Regions from separate parts of the Callithrix jacchus genome. Here region 1 is linked to region 2. Evidence: chromatin contacts called from public Hi-C data. All regions are on one chromosome and are shown on one strand. Each heading gives the region's core, a stretch centred on a gene start, on an enhancer-like site or on the middle of the called end of the contact. The rest is flanking DNA. Distances are from core to core; before and after follow the strand shown.

Region 1 (5,826 bases), core at 2,767-5,266, 66 kb before region 2:
GGGAGGATCTTACATTCTCTAAAAGGCAGTCAGTACTTAGCTTTAGCTAGTTGTTGCCAGATAACACCAGTCCGGTGTTGCTAGATGTTCCACTTAACTTTCCCAAGAAGAGTTAGAAATCCAGATTTGTGAAATATCCTATTTTTAAATATCGGCAACCAATTCAAAATTTAAACAAAAAATTTGAATTGTAGGCCAAAACATATGCACTGGCCAGATCTGGCTCTGAATTCTGCCTGTTGAAATCTCTTGACAACACTTTAGCTAAACAATCACTCAATTTAAGTCAAAATGATGCAGTCAGCAGCTCTCTTGACTGGCAGCATCACACTGCCTCCCTCTGCGATGTGAGGCTCTCCGGGGTTCTGGATAACACCCAGCTTGGCGTGGGGCAAAGTGCTCTGAGCAAGGGAGTCAGGAGACCTGTTTCCTAATCCCTGCTAACAACTTGTTAGGTGACATTGGGAAAGAAATTCTCCCCTTGCCGCTCTTTCTATAAAGTAAGGGGGATGGTCTCTACTGTTCTTTCCAAGGTTCTAGATCATTCTTTTCATGAAGATTTATGTACTTACTATCTGTCAGCTACTTGAAAAGGAAACTTTTCAGATTAAGTTGAAAATTCACCTTTAATTGGCTTGAGTGACAACTAGTTCTTCCTCTCCCATATTCTTCTGTGTGTCTTCAGTGATTTGTGTTTGCAGGGAAGTTTCTTTTTGCTGTATGCTTTTGGGGGCATTTTCTAAGGAAAAGAGCTCATTTTAGAATAGAAAGTCTGGGTGGGGTGGAGCATATGGACTTTTTGTTTGCTGAATACTATGTTTTGAGTCAAATAAAAAAGTAAAGGAATAGAGTTAATATGAAGAACACACTGAAGTACAAAGCCACTTCCTTGAACTTCACAGTTCAAATAAAACCTTGCAATTGAATCTTTTTTTCTTTTAACTTCTCTGAGATATAATTCACACACAATAAGATTTATCCATATAAAGCATACAATTCAATGTTTTTAGCATATTTACAGGGTTCTGCAATCAACACCACTATCTAATTTCAAAACATTTTCAACTCCTCCAAAAGAAACCCCATACCTGCTATTGGTTGCTGTAGTTCTGGCAACCACAAATCTGCTTTCTGAATCTATAGATTTGCCTATTCCGAACCTTTTATATAAATGGAATTATACAATATGTGGTCTTTTGTGTCTGTCTTCTTTCATTTAGCATAATGTTTTCAAGCTTTATCCATGTTGTAACATGTATCAGGACCTCATTCCTTTTTATTGCCAAATAATATTCTATTGTATGGCTATATGACATTTTGTTTATCCACTCATCAGCTGAGGAGCAATTGTTTCCACTTTTTTGCCATTACATATAACAACGCTATGAACATTCACAAACAAGTTTTCATGTGCGTATATGTCTTCATTTCTCTCAGATATAGGTAAGTAGGAGAGTAATTGTCAGGTTGGATGATAACTACATTTAATCTTTTGAGGAACTGACATACAGTTTTCCAAAGCAGTGGCATCATTTAACACACCTACCCACAGTGTATGAGGGCTCCAGTTTCTTCACATCTTCATCAACACTTATATAATCTGTCCTTTTAATTTTAGTCATCCTTGAGTGTGTGAAGCGGTATTTCAATGTATTTTTTTTTTTTTTTTTTTTTGAGACAGGATCTCGCTCTGTCACCCAGGCTGGAGTGCGGTGGCCCCAGTATCGGCTTACTGAAACTTCTGCCTCCTGGGTCCCAGTGATCCTCCTGCTTCTGCCTTCCAAAGTGCAGGGATTACAGACAGGAGCTGCTACAATTTTATTCACTTATGATTTTGTGGGTCAAGTGTTCAAGAAGGGCCAGGAGTGATGGATCATGACTGTAATCCCAGCACTTTTTTTTTGAGCCCGCTCTGTTGTCCAGGTGCGAGTACAGTGGCACAAACTTGGCTCACTGTCACTTCTGTGTTCCAGGCTCAAATGATCCTCTCACCTCAGCCTCCAGAGTGGCTGGGACTTCAAGCACGTGCACCACCACTCATGGCTAATTTTTGTAATTTTTTGTAGAGATGGGATTAGTCATGTTGTCCAGGCTGGTCTGGAACTCCTGGGCTCAAGTGATCTGCCTACCTCTGCCTCCCAAAGGTTGGGATTACAGGCGTGAGCCACCTCAATTTTATTTTGCTCATGATTTTGTGGGTCAAGTATTCCAGAAGGGCTGGGAGTGCTGGTTCATGCCTGTAATCCCAGCACTTTTTTTTTTTTTTGAGCTGCTCTGTCGCCCAGGCACTAGGGCAGTGGCATAGACTTGGTTCACTGCAACTTCTGCGTCCCAGGCTCAAGTGATCCTCCCACCTCAGCCTCTGGAGTAGCTGGGACTACAAGTCTATGCCACCACTCCTGGCTAAAATTTGTATTTCTAGAAGAGATGGGTTTAGCCATGTTGGCCAGGTTGGTCTGGAACGCCTGGACTCAAGCGATCTACCCACCTGGGCTTTCCAAAGAGCTGGGATTATAGGTGTGAGCCATTGCTCCCAGCAATCCCAGTACTTTGGGAGTTTGAGACCAGCCTGGTAACATACGGAAAACTTGTTTCTAAAAAAAAAAAAAAAAAAAAAATTACCTGAGCATGATGGCATGTGCCTGTAGTCCCAGCTGCTAGTGAGGCTGAGATGGAAGGATCACTTGAGTTCGGAAGTTAGAGGCTTCAATGAGCCATGATTGTACCACTGCACTTCAGCCTGGGTAACAGGGATCTTGTCTTTCAAAAAAGACAACAATAAAGTGTGTGTTTGTGTGTGTGTGTGTGTGTGTGTATAATTCAGGAAGGGCTGGCCTGGGTAGATAGTTCTTGCTTGGGGTCTCTCATGCAGTTGCAGTCAGACACTAACAGGGGATGCCATCATTGGAAGGCTCCATTGGGCTGTTGAAGATGTCTCACTCAGATGGCTGACAGGTGATACCGGTGATCTCGTGGGAGCTCAGTGGGACTTTTTTTTATTAATGGACATGTTGCTCCTGCCATCAGTGAGAATTTTGACTGGCATGCCTACATGTGGCCTCTGTAGCATGGCAGTCTTATGGTTGTCAAACTTTGTTTCTCCTGGAGAATTAACCAAGAGAACAGCTACATGGCCTCTTCTGATCTAGCCTGGGAACTTAGGCAGCATCTCTTCTGCTGCATTCTACTGGTTCCATGTGAGTTACCAGGTAAATCCAAGAACTTGTAGTCATGTTCCAAAATTGCTGTAACTGCTTCCTATAAATGCTTCCTGTGTACCAGCACTGTTTTACGTGCTTATTTAATTCTTATTAAAAACCCCATGAGGCCAGGGCAGTGACTCACGCCTATAATCCCAGCACTTTGGGAGGCCGAGCCAGAAGGATTGCTTGAGGCCAGGAGTTCAAACCCTCACACTCACAATCCTCATATCCAATTACTGAACATTTGTCACCCATAAACATAGCAACTATGACACTGTACTGACACATACAAAATCTGTTACATTCCGTCTTTCCCATGCAAGCTCAATCACTGTGACGTATTCTCCATGCTCACCCACTGTCCCATTCTTCACACTGTCCACAAGCACACGCCCATCACACACTCAATTACTGTGACACAGCTCTAATCCTCAATCACTGTCACATACTGTTTTTCACACAAGTATAGTCACCATCTGTACTCTTAAAGCACGGTATTTACTCTCCTATAAAACTGAGTTAATATGCCAACAGCTCTATTTTTCACACAAGCCATCACATATTGTATTTTTCCATCCACACAATCCCTGACATACACAATTAGGGTCACACACTCTTACTGCCTTCGTCCCACTCCCAGCTGACACCCACTCCCACACTCACTGACGTTCACTGGCTAGGGATTGGAGTAGCCTGTCCGTGAGGTTCTGAAGCCTGGGTCAACTCCCAAATCTCAGCCCCAAGCAGCGTGGCCCCGCCCCTCCCCGCCCCCTCATGCATATGCAGCACCTCAGCTCGGCAGCCCGGCCCCCAGACGGCCATTTGTGGAGGCGCTGGAGGCTGCGTTCGGCAAGCGCGGCGGAGACGCGTAGAGGAGCGCGCCCCCCAGCCGCTGCCGCCACTGGCCCGTGCCGTCACCCCACTTCTCCGCACCTCGGGCGGTACTCGGCCAGCCCCTGGCGCCGCGCCGCCTCGCGGACCTGTCCTCCCGACACCTCCCGCTGCCCGCGACCCCCGCCCGGCCGCTCGCCTGCTGCCCGCCGGCCGCACACGTCCCCGGAGCCGGGCCTAGGGCGGGCGGCAGCGGCGGCTTGGCGCGGTCAGGCTGGGCTCTGTGGCGTCCCCATGGCCGCGGCCGGCTGGCGGGACGGCTCCGGCCAAGAGAAGTACCGACTTGTGGTGGTCGGCGGTGGCGGCGTGGGCAAGTCGGCGCTCACCATCCAGTTCATCCAGGTACCTGGAGCGGGCCTGCCGGGGGCGCCCGGGCGGCGGCGGGCGGAGGCCGGAGCTACCTGTGGCGGGGCGGCCGCCGCGACCTCGCCCCGGAGGCGCCTCGCGGGCCGGGGCCGGGGCCGGGGGCGGGAGGGCGTGAGGCCGACTACACTCCTGCCCTGCGGCCGCTGCGTAGCACTCCTGCCTCTTCCCGGGCGCGGCGTCCCGGGAGTAGGGCTTCTCAGGAATGTGGTCCGGAGGGCGGAGCTGGCAGGGTGGGAAGCGCCGATCCACCTTATCGCTCTGGCCGAGGCCGGAGACCTCCGGGAGAGACTGGGCCACCAAGGCGAGCTTCCTGGTCCGAAGGGTCCGGGCATGGGGCTTGGAGCTGGAGCCCCGCGAGCTGCTTTTCCAGCCGCCTGCGGCCGCGCCTGCACCGTCGAGGCGATCGCTGTGGCAGCTTGGCCGCGGCTCCTCGTGGTCTCCAGGCTTCCCCGCGCCGCCTGAGCCGGAGCTGCTAGCTTCAAGCGCGGTGTATTTCTTTGTGTGTGTTGTGCTTTTAAGTACTCTCTTAGGTAATATGTCCGGGTGGGAGTGTGTGATAATGCCCCGGGGAAATGGTGGCTTCGAGGAAGTTAAAAATGTTCTCTGGTGGGGTGAGACCATTTCCTAGGAATTCCTGGTGCCTTCCTGCTTCTCGCCTTGCCTAGGTGAAGTTTGGGATGGGCCAGGCTGGGAGGTGACCGAGTCGTGCGTTCTGTTTTCTAACCACCTTCTCCCCCACCCCCAGCCCTCTCTGGTTGCTAGAGGCGGAAAGTCTAGGGTTTGTGGTAAAGGAAAGGGAGGTGGAATTCTTCCTTCTTAGAATTTGCTCTTGGGGAGAGATTTGAGTAATCTTTTTTGGGATTTTTAAAACACAAAGCCCCGATGTCTTCCTGCTTTTGTTAACCTAAAAGGTGTGGCATATGCTGGGAGAGAACTAACGTACCCTGTTATAACAGGTAACAAGGATATTTTCACAGTATCTAGAGTATGAACGGTGAAAAATTTTTTTTCTGGTTTCCATTTCACCCATTTGTTATTAATTGGGATACTTGATCAGTTTATTTCACTTAGTGTTTATAGTGACCTTAAAATATTGTTAAAATATTGAATACTGAAACAAACGTGATTGTCACCTTTCACATTGAGTAAATGAACAATAATTGTTGCTATAATATTCCCTGGGATTACTGCTGCTGAAACCTTTGTATCCAGGAAGAAAGGATGTTTATGTAATGAGCATTTACAGTATGCTCATTAGTGGGTTTAAAAGAGATCACTGAGCAAGAAGTGAGATTGGTTTAAGTTTAGCAGGCTGCAGAATCGGGTGCTGTCAGGTTGCTGTTTCCCTAGGGCGCAGAGAAATTGT
Region 2 (5,469 bases), core at 551-3,050:
TTTTTTTTTTTTGGTGGTACGTTTACTCCTTGTTCTATATAGGCCAGTAAGGAATGAGACATTTGAAATTTTATGGTTTGTTGTTGTTTTTTTTTTTTTTGAGACAGAGTCTCACTCTTGTCACTTAGGCTGGAGTGCAGTGGTGTGATCTCAGCTCACCACAACCTCTGCCTCCCAGGTTCAAGCGATTCTCGTGCCTCAACCTCCTGAGTAGCTGGAATTACAGGTGCATATCACCACGCCTGGCTAATTTTTGTATTTTTAGTAGAAATGGGATTTCGCCATGTTGCCCAGGCTGGTCTCGAATTCCTGAGCTCAACGAATCCACCTGCCTTGGCCACCCAAAGTGCTGGGATTACAGGTGTGAGCCACCACTGAATTTTATTAAATAGCAGGAATTATAGAGCATGAACATTAGGATCAGGAGCATCAGAACATTAGGAACAGACCTGGATTTAAGTTGTAGTGCTCTTATTTATTAGCTGGTGACCTTCAGGAAGTGATTTTGTGACTTATTTTCAAAAAGTCTATTGACAGGAATTCTATCAAAAAAGTTATTGTGGGAATTAAAGGAGAAAATATAGTTATGAAGTAATAAAATGGCATATTATAATCTGTCTGTCAGATGGCAAATGCCCCATCAGCAGTGATTATGATGGAGGATATCTCACTTTCTCTTTTTTTAAACTTTTGTTTACTTCCTTATTTTTGAGACAAAATCTTCCTCTGTCGCCCAGGCTGGAATGCAGTGGTGCGATCTCGGCTCACTGCAACCTCCACCTCCTGGGTTCAAGTGATTCTCCTGCCTCAGTCTCCTGAGTAGCTGGGATTACAGGTATGCACCATAATGCCCGGCTAATTTTTGTATTTTTAGTAGAGGCTGGGTTTCACCATGTTGGCCAGGCTGGTCTTGAACTCCTGACCTCAGGTGATCCACCCACCTTGGGCTCCCAATGTGTTGGGATTACAGGTGTGAGCCACCACACCTGGCCTACAGCTATCTCACTTTTGATGGGATCAGTGGAAGGAGGAATGGAGGATGAATGTGAGTGTGTTTTATGTTTCGAGAGGCAGATTTGCAAAGTATAAGAAGCCTTGGTCAGGAAGCCCAGAAATGTCAGTTTTGGTACTGGACCCACCAGTGATTTGATGTTTAAGCATTAAGTAGGTCACTTTACCTCTCTGACAAAGTCCCTGCCCTCATGGAGTTTCTTTCTAGTTGGGTCAGGGAGGAAATGGACAATAAATGTAAAAAATAAAAAGCAAGGTAGATGAGATATATATATATGTTGTTGAGAGAAAGGGAGGGTGAGGAGAGAAAAAACTGGAAAATATTTTGAGAAAAAAATCAGGCCTCTACATGATATAGTCTTCAGTAGAGTGAGGTGAAAGCTCAGTGTTAAAAAAGGATCCCTGTCTCTTTTCTTATATGCTACCACCAGATTAAAAAAATAATTTTAATACGAAAATTGTCAAATATATACAAAAGTTCAGAGACCCTACTGTCATACATTGCACAGATTCAGGAGTTTTCGAGGTTTTCCTACACTTGTCTCATTTGTTTCCTTCCTCTCCTCTCCTTTTCCCTTCCCCCTTCTACACCCTATGGTTTTGGAGAACTACAACTTTCTTGAGAATGATGCTGTGCTCAGAAATGCCCTGCATTTGTTTACAACTCCCCAGTGGTACCTTAGATTTAGCGTATCCTTTTTCCATGCAAGGGTGGTAGACTTAACCGTTGTGCTGGATTCACTGAGTTTCCCAGAATCTCCAGTAAATTACCAGTCCCAATGTGTAGACCAGGCACCACTCTGTGGCAGTGTTTGGGAACTACACTTTCACCAATAGGTTGGTGTTAGGAGAAAGTGAGTTGTCACTCTTTACCACTGAATGCAGTGTGGAAGGGTAACTCATCCCCTTTTCTCTCCTTCCTTCCTTCTTTTCCTTCTTAACGTAGCTTCTTTGACTGAGGAGATACTGAGTTGGCAGTTCTTAGGAGGCCAGCCCAACCTCCTGTTATACAATCTGGTGGCATGTAAGCAGGATTATCCTACTTATCCCAGCGTAATATTCTACTTTTGCATTATTAAGGGCTTATAACAAACTTACCCAGACCAGTTTTTTCTTTGTTTTTTGGTTGAGATAGGGTCTTGCTTTGTTGCTCAGGCTGCAGTGTAGTGGTGCCATTCTGGCTCACTGCAGCCTCAACCTTCTGGGCTCAAGGAATCCCCATACCTCAGTCTCCCACCTCAGCCTCCTGAGTAGCTGGGACTATAGGCGCGTATCACCAAGCCTGGCTAATTTATTTTTTGTAGAGATGAGGGTCTTGCTCTGTTGCCCAGGCTTGCCAGACCAGGTTTTTATCTCTGAATGGGATAGCTTCCCTAATCCTAAATGTTTCTCCATATCTCCTAAAAACTTTAAAGAAACTGAAGTTCATTTGCCCCTCCATACTACAGGGAAAGCATGCTGCCCTTTGATGGGGGTATTCCCTGTCTTCTGTCTAGGATCCTTCTGCACACATTCTTTCATGTCCATCAGGAAACACATGCTCTCTCCATCCTCCACCCTTCCTTTCCCCTCAGTGTACTCTTTTGAACCCTTGGGTCCACCCTCCTTCCCTACCCTTGCCTGAACCTCTACTGTCTAGCTCAATGCAATACTGTGCTTTTTTATTTTCCCTTGCTTTCTGCTACAGAAGGTCCTTTCTAGGCTGTGGTTGGTAACTTTTTATAACTTCAGGAGAGAGACGTTTTCTTTTCTAGAAAAGAAAAACAGTCTCTCTTTCCCCCATTAATAGCTCAACTACTGATTGTTGTATAAAAGGCCCTGGGCTCTGAAAGTATGGAGTACTTAGTAGGTACTCCATACACGGTCATTAAACAACTGAATGAGTGAAATCAAGAGAGCAGGACAATTGGCTGAAGAGTTTCAAGTAGTGGGAAATGAGGCTTTGAATGATGAACAACACAGATCCAACTGGAGGGCTTTGCATACTACATAAATACTGGAGAGCTTTGCATACTTGGTAAAGAAACTGTGGAATCTCGTAAGCAACAGGGAGCCATTTAATTTACATATCCTGTAGAGGTATAATTCATATATGTACAAAAAGTATATATATCTTAACTGTACAGCTTGTTGGTGTTTTACTTATGTAAATTACCTGTGTAGTTGCTGCTCAGTTCCAGAGAATATTTCTAGAACTCCAGATGGGGAGCTTTCATCTTGATTCACAGCATTTGCATAACCAAGTCCCAGAAGTCATGTGGTTGGTCTGAAGTGTAACTACGACTGGAATTATTACAGCTACTCCTGACTTAGCCGTTCTTTATACTTGAATAAAAAACACCAATTTGGACCATTTAACTGCATGACAAAATAATAGTTATGATTGTGGTTGATATTTATTAATCAATAGCATACTTGATTTTATCCGTTTCACAGGATTTTGCTCCTATCACTCTTTTACAGATGCTGAAGATTAGACAAGTAAAGTGATTTGCCTCAGGTCCCACAGCTAGAGAGTAGCGGAGTTGGAATTAAACCCAGGACTATTCATCACTGGGATTGATTACTTATTGGTGATTTGTTGCCTCACATATCTGGTGCTCAAGTTTACATAACAAAAATGTTGTCTCTTTGGTGGGAGGTGATGCTTGTATTTGTCACCTGCATACAGTGAATGGTCTTCTGAGGGATATTCTGACCTGTGGCTTATTAGAATTTTGAGAGGGAAAGAGATTTTTGCTTCTATGATAGGCCCCAGAGTGATATTTCGTAGGAAGAAGAATCTTTCAATGTGGATGGCTCTTTACAACATACATGTAGCCAGTAGATGATGGTCTCTGTAAACAAAGTATGAAGATAAGTCACAGCAAAGATTAGGCATGAACCTAAATATCTAAAATCCCAACAATTAATTTGACTTAAATATTAATGAGTGGACTAAATGCATGTAGCAATATGGCAAAATTCTTGTAATATTACAAGAGTTAAGACATCCAAAGAAATATCCGTAACTAGCGGAGGTAAAACAGTTAAAGTTGCAACAATCTTATACCAACAGTCAAACCAGCAATCTTTTGTACATGTTAATATCTTAATTTAATCTCACAATGCAAAGAACCAGCACATTTAAAGAATTCTTACTATTGTGCATGGCTTGGACATTTGTAAAAAATGTATTTAACATTTATTTATTATATTTTTAGCTAAAACCGGTAGGGACAGTGTAGTACTTTGAGGCATCAACTGGGAGTAGTCAGTGAAATTGGGGTTTTACAGGATTAAAGCATGGCATGTGGAGAAACATGTTTCAAGAAACGAATCTTAAGTGTAAAGAGAATGCTTTCTCCAATTTGCTTGTGAAAGACTGCTGATTCCAGTTGTTTAGAGTAATGGGTACAGAGAATATTGTTGTCAGTACAATTTATTTACTTTTTGAAGCGGTATGGGTTCCAAAAAGTAAGTTCAGGATTGTTTTGATGCCTGCTTATTTTTTTTTTTCAGGCAAGTAAAGTGAATTGATACCTGTTTATTTTTAAATGGTGATAGAGCAGTGGAGGAGGAGATGGCTTTCTACTAAAAGTTACTGCTGTTGGTAAAGGTTTCTTTTACACTTTGTTCAATAAATCATGCATTTAAGCAAAACATTTAAAAAAGAAATAGGGTTATAGATATGGAATTCTGTGATTATTCTTTAAAATTTTAATTTTAATTAAAAACTTTTTTTTTTTTTTTTAAGAGACAGGGTGTTATTCTGTCCCCCAGTCTGGAGTGCAGTGTGGCATGATCATAGCTCACTGTAACCTCGAACTTCTGGGCTGAAGCAATTCTTCTGTCTCAGCCTCAAGCAACTAGGACTACAGGTGTACCCCCCCCGCCCCCCGCCCCAACTTCTGGCTAAGTTTTAAATTTTTTGTAGAAATGCGGTTTCGCCTTGTTGCCCAGGCTGGTCTGGAACTCCTGGGCTCAGGTGATTTTCATGAAGTGTTAGGATTACAGGGATGGGCCACCACGTCTGGCCTTAAAGTTATTCTTGAGATTTAAATAAAATGTGGAAGTGTCCTTAAAAAAAAAATACGTAAAGTCATGGTATCAGGCAGATTAGTATATCCCATCCCCAAACCAGTGGTTTCTTTTCTGTTCTGTTCAGAGTGCTTATTTCTGAGTAGCTCTCTGGTGTTTGCATAGGTCACCACGAATACTGTGTTCATAGAGCCAGGAACCCTTTTGCCTGAAGAAGGCTAAACACCTTTGGTGCTGGTTCCTAGCATTAAGCTGTCTCTTTCCAGATCATTCCTTCAGATTTTGTAATGAGCCAGTGGGAAAATGGGCTTTGAGGAAGTCATTCCAAAGTAGGTCAAAGGAGATACTCAGAATAAAAGGATGATGATGATGGTGTCCTAGTTAGTGCCCTTTTGTGAAAAGAAGGAAATGCACTCTCTCAGATTATTGTTGTTTTCT

What was found. A called contact is a pair of places that touch in the nucleus more often than the background predicts.
Region 1: a contact with region 2 is called in a Hi-C map of induced pluripotent stem cells, with 1.8 times the contacts expected there. The contact joins the promoter of RRAS2 here to the enhancer-like site in region 2. A contact is called at or near these places in 2 of 3 Hi-C or Micro-C datasets (induced pluripotent stem cells and skeletal muscle).

Annotation. Positions count from the first base shown.
Region 1 is chr10:80,223,626-80,229,451 of calJac240_pri, reverse strand. It overlaps RRAS2 (RAS related 2), which reads left to right and starts at 4,016. Exons shown (of 8, transcript XR_008475184.2): 1 at 4,016-4,436.
Region 2 is chr10:80,155,847-80,161,315 of calJac240_pri, reverse strand. All of the region lies in intron 1 of RRAS2 (RAS related 2), which reads left to right. Among named protein-coding and RNA genes, the nearest start is that of RRAS2, 67 kb to the left of the region's middle. Within about 2 kb of position 1,800, at least 6 of the 16 cell types and tissues checked have an H3K27ac peak or open chromatin away from gene starts, as enhancers often do.